Regions from separate parts of the Rattus norvegicus genome. Here region 1 is linked to region 2. The links are chromatin contacts, called in public Hi-C maps. All regions are on one chromosome and are shown on one strand. Each heading gives the region's core, a stretch centred on a gene start, on an enhancer-like site or on the middle of the called end of the contact. The rest is flanking DNA. Distances are from core to core; before and after follow the strand shown. Region 1 overlaps LOC102549089 (a long non-coding RNA gene). Region 2 overlaps Stard13 (StAR-related lipid transfer domain containing 13).

Region 1 (2,700 bases), core at 153-2,652, 280 kb after region 2:
TCAGCAGTTAGGAGAACTAAATGCTCTTCCAGAGGTCCTGAGTTCATTTTCCAGCAACCACCTGGTGGCTCACAACCATCTGTAATGGGATCCGATGCCCTCTTCTGGTGTGTCTGAAAACATTGACAGTATAACTCACATACATAAAATAAATAAAATCTTTAAAAAAAAAAATACCAAGTTCCATTCCTAACCAAGAGGTATTTACTACTGATAATACTGGGAACGGTAAAATCGATTTTCCCCAATGGAGTATCAACCACATTTCAGGGAAGGCCCGTGCCCAGAAGTAATTGGCCAACAAAATTGATCAACACAAAATGGTGTGTGTGTGTGTGTGTGTGTGTGTTTTGTTACGTTTTTATGTTTGACTTTATTTAAATCTTTGGCAAGGACCTCTGGAATTCCTAAAAGCATTTACCAAAAGCTGAGGACATTTCTGGGAAACTCGAGAGCTTTGGGAAACTGTCTTTTAGTCTAAAGTGTGTGTGTGTGTGTGTGTGTGTGTGTGTACACTAATACTGTTTATACATTCTGCAATGTAAGTTCATACTTCTCATGATACATCTAAAACCAAAACAAAGCCCATGTACTAGGGCGAAGTACTGTCCATCTACTTAAAAATGTGTTTTAATCAGCCAGCCAACGTGGGAAAGGGGCGGGATTTTCCTCGGGCAGCTTTCTCAACAAACTGGTGCAAAGCCACACCACGGAATGCAGAATGCCAACATCCTAACAAAAAAAATAGAGAGTAACACTCAAATTAAGTGCTTTAAAAGCCCATGATATATGCTTCCCCAAATCCTTAGATCCTATTAGCTGTCACGAAGAGCCAGAAGGTAACGAGAGACAAGGACGATCAGATCAGGCCCAGCGCAGACACTAGCTGAGATGAACTCAAAGGGATTAATGGCGAGAAAGACTACCTTGTACATCGCTAACTTTCCAGAGATTTCCAGAAACGGAATTTACAGCCAGAAACCAACTCCTGCGGGTGGGAAGCAACAAAACAAACAAAACCCTGCTAAGACATCACTTTCATTTTCGCCTGTAGACCCCTGCGAACGATCAAAGATGGAGAAATGAGCAGTCCTCAAGCAACAACGCCCTCCTAATGCGCAAGCGCGCCCGGAGGCCCCGCCCCTCGCGGTCACCCCAAGACCAGGCGCGCGCATCGGAAGTCAGAACCTCCAAGGCTCCTCCTTGCTCTTCCTCCACAAGGCCCCGCGTTCGCAGTCCGGTTCCGGTTGTAGCTCCGCCCTCGCGCGGGAACACGCCAGAAGGCTGGATATCCGGGACGGGAGGCTAGCTGAGCGCTCACTTCCGGTGGCAGCTCGTCCCATCTCCCTTGAGGGGCAGGCTCTGGCTCTCGGTGCGGTAGCGCCATCTGGCGCCGAGTGTTCCTCAGCCCGCGGAGGGGCGTGCTTCCTCCCTTCAGAACATTCCAGAGACTCCTCGGCTCTGGTAGGCTTTATGCATTCCGCCAGAAGGGCGGGACCCAAGACTCCTCCTCTGCCGAGTTCCCGCGCGGGAAGGGTTTTGTGGTTACTCTGAGCGGAAATGGTTGGAGTCCAGAAGGGGAACGGACCTCAAGCGGGAGGAAGCCGGCCTCTTTCCGTCTTTTCAAGCCATAGTAACACAGTTCCTGCCTCCTCGTGTTCTGCTTTTTGTTTCCTCATTTCTGGGCCGCGCTCTCTGTACACTGCGCTTCGGTTCTTCGGTCGGAGTGGACCGAGGTCCTCCATTTCTCGTTTTGCAGAGAGAAGGCTTTACTTTGTAGCCTTTCGTTAGCTTGTGTTAGAAAAATATTTTGCTCCATTACATCCGTTAAGCGGGTGTTGCGAAAACGAGCAGTATTAGGGATTAGGAAAATTAATAGGTTTTTAAACCAAGACAGTCTCAGCAGGTTTATCTCAGAACTATGAAATATTCGCTATGATTGCATGTGGTTCTTTCCTTTAGATAAGGGGAAACGAATTTCCACCAAAGCTAGAAAGTGAACATAACTGTTAAAGGGTTCATGTTTCAAAGTCCAGATATAATAAACTTGGAGCACTGTTAGGTATTGTTTCAGTTATTGTGTATCAAGACGCACAGTGTAAGTTAGTGAATTGTCCCTTATTTGTGCTCACTTGTCACTGGGCATTTTCCCCCCCTACAGCACTGGTTTCCCTACTTGTGCATGCATTTGAATTCAGAAGACTTTGAAGAGTCCGGTTCACTACAGTTTAGGACTGGGAGAGGTGATGTGGAAGGAGAGCTGGGTGATTAAGGCCCACAGTTGGAATCGTTTAGAATTCAAGATTGCTTTGTTGAGAGCGCTGTTTGCTGGTTTTGCAGTATTGACACTGAAACCCGACAGGTTAGTAGCCTTTCCGGCCAGTGCAATGGGAGTAAACGAAGCGCTAAATCCATGTCTTTTGTACAGTCACACATTAGGAAAACACGTTCATATAAGTAGACTCTGTCGTAGAGGGTGCTGTAACACCAGGTATACTAAATTTCTTAATTACGATGCCATTTCTGTCTTCAAAGTTTCTTGAAAATCGGTAACTCAAAAAAGGACAAAAATCACTTCAACAGACATTTAACCTCCTGGAAGATAATCTTTTAAAAATCCCTTTCCTTTTGTAACTTCTTTGTAGTTCATTCTTTTCACTGAGTCATTGCCCCTTACCCCTACTATGTAATTTAAAATCT
Region 2 (2,700 bases), core at 99-2,598:
AGTTCCACGATGTTACCAGCTCCACCCAAGAGTGTTAATTAAAAGGCGTCCCACTGTCCCTTTGGTAGCTCTTCCATAGCTTTATTTAGGGAAGAACTGCAGTTTATCCAATATACTTACCTAGCGCACATGCTCCTCCATGGTGGGCAGAGGCATGAACACGCTGTTTGATGTCATGAAAAAGATTTCTGATTCACTATAGGCACAGGAACATTAAAAGGCTCATCCTTCTTCTACGTATACTTTATGTATGCGTGATACATGGAGACAGTCTATCAGTTTTGAAAGCTGGGAGCTAGATTCGTTTTCATAGACTTGGTTTTTTAGTCACACCTAGACTCAGAAATAGGTCTTCGCTTAAAATTACTTCTCTATTTGAAGAAAATATTCAGGAAACCTTATTTACACAACACTATACATAGTATCTGCTTAAGTACTCTATCAATTCACAAAGAACTATAGGATGATGTCATTATGAAGGTGAAGGCAGGTGCAAGATAGAACGAGGCCTGTCATTGGACGAGAAGGAAGGACAGGTGGGAGAAGAGTTTTAGAGAGGAGGAGACTTGAGGAGGCAGGAGAAGCAGCCGAGGGTGGACGTTAAGATCCCACTCTGCACATTTACAGGTTGTCATGAATAATCTTAAGGGATGGATGTGTACAGGGCTTTGTGTGTCTAGGTGGGCAGTTATATCTTATCAATTGGTTCAGAGGTTACTGTGTTGTGTGTTCTTTCATGTGGCGATTTAATTGAACTCAAGAGAGTATGTGGTGGCTGGAGACACTGGACTACTACGGAATTGGGATGTGTATTTCTGGCATGGTGGAAACCTGCCTTGGGAATTAGATGGGTAGAGATTGCTGACGGCTCAGAGAGAAGCCTTCGGCAGTGTGATATGGGATGGAGCAGAGCAGGTGAGAGGCTTTGCTGACTGAGATGAAGATGTCTACCAGATATTTTGGGGCACCATAGTCCTGGATCTAGTGCAGGGTAAAAGACAGCATTTTTTTTTTAAATAATTTTACAGTAAACAAAGAACTCTTAAATGCAACAAGTCAAACAACTTGATTGTTTTACATGGTCCAACTTTGTGAGGAGGTACTTCTAAGAGTCTGCACATGACTGTAAGCACACAAGAAGATGGTCAACATTTATTTGTCATGGGAGAAATACAAATTTAAATCAGGAAATACTACTGCATGGGTCCCAAGAGGTTCAAATTTAAAATACTGACAATCGGAGCTAAGGAGATTGCTTGTGGGTCAAGAGAACTTGTTGCTCCCTCAGAGGACTCAGGTTTGGCTTCCAGAACTCATGGGAGCTCACAACTGGCAGAAACTCCAGTTCTTTGGCCTCCAACATCATATTCTGGAGTTCAGAGGCACCAGACATACACAAGGTACACAGATATGCATGCTGGAAAAACATCCAAACACACAAAATAAATAATCTAAAAGAAACATACCTGTACGGAGAGACCAAAGACACAGGAGTCCCAATATACTCTGGACAGAGAAGAGAGAAAATAGACAACTAGCCTCCCCTGGCCCCCAGTTCAAGATTTATAAGGAAGAAAACAACAGTGAAGTTGGATAAGTAGTGGGAAATGGATCAAAGGGGCAGGGTTCATGGCTCCAACTAGGTCCAGCAAATAGAGTCGCTTGACCTTTACAAAGGAGCAAAGTCGAGGTAAGAGATAAAAAGTAACCTTTTAACAAATGGTCTTGAAACATCTAGATGGTCGCATTAAAAAAAAAATCAATCTAGATGGACTTTCTGCTCCTAATACAGATGGATCCCCAGTGGACCACAGCCTAAACATATATGTCATTTTGAAAATGGGACAAAACTTAGATGGCCTGAGTGTGTGATGACCTTTTGTTTTCGACATCAAAGGTGCATTCAAGTGACAAGATTTAAAAGTCCTGCGAATATAGCGCGTCAGAGGACTGGAAGCAGACTGGAAGAAAACATTTATGAAATGTATCTGATAAATTACATAGTGTTCAAAGAACTTTAAAATCCACAATAATAAAGCAAATGGTCCAGTTTAAAGATAGTTTAATTAATCACAATTATCTTTGTCAATAAAAAAAGACACCATAGTAAAAATAACCAGCATTGGGCTGGAGAGACGGCTCAGTGCCTACATCCGAAAGTTCACAACTGCCTGAACCTCTACCTCCATAGGTTCTGATGCCATCTTCTGGCCTAGAGGTGTGAATGAAGACACAGGCACAGGCACAGACACAGACATCCACTCACACACACACTCACACAAACACAGGGACAGGGACACACACAGACACACCAGGACAAAGTCACAGACGTATACACAAACACATACACTCATACACACTCAAAGATACAAACATGCATACAGACACACACAAGGACACAAATACAAATACACACAGACACATACATACACGCTCACACACACAGGGATATAGACACAGAGCTACACACATACACACACTCAAAGACACACACACACACACACACACACACACACACACACACACACGGACACATACATGGACAGACAGAGTCATATACACAGATGAACACACAGGGATAGAGACACCGACACTCAGATACACACAGACATACACACTCAAAGGCACAGACACAAACATAGACACACACACACACAGATAAAATGAAATAAGACACAACTTGAAGTGTCTGAAATCACG

Evidence for each region. Hi-C and Micro-C count contacts between places; a contact is called where the count stands out from the background.
Region 1: a contact with region 2 is called in a Hi-C map of liver, with 2.8 times the contacts expected there. The contact joins two enhancer-like sites. A contact is called at or near these places in 2 of 12 Hi-C or Micro-C datasets (Schwann cells and liver).

Annotation. Positions count from the first base shown.
Region 1 is chr12:5,725,234-5,727,933 of GRCr8, forward strand. LOC102549089 (a long non-coding RNA gene) reads left to right here. Exons shown (of 4, transcript XR_005491747.2): 3 at 1-1,464; 4 at 2,162-2,700. It also overlaps a transcript of Stard13 not described here. Among named protein-coding and RNA genes, the nearest start is that of Rfc3, 110 kb to the right of the region's middle. Within about 2 kb of position 1,403, at least 76 of the 93 cell types and tissues checked have an H3K27ac peak or open chromatin away from gene starts, as enhancers often do. A contact at or near this core is called in liver, where this site is marked.
Region 2 is chr12:5,444,788-5,447,487 of GRCr8, forward strand. The region is part of intron 3 of Stard13 (StAR-related lipid transfer domain containing 13); the gene reads right to left. Among named protein-coding and RNA genes, the nearest start is that of Trnap-agg21, 30 kb to the right of the region's middle. Within about 2 kb of position 1,349, at least 1 of the 93 cell types and tissues checked has an H3K27ac peak or open chromatin away from gene starts, as enhancers often do. A contact at or near this core is called in liver, where this site is marked.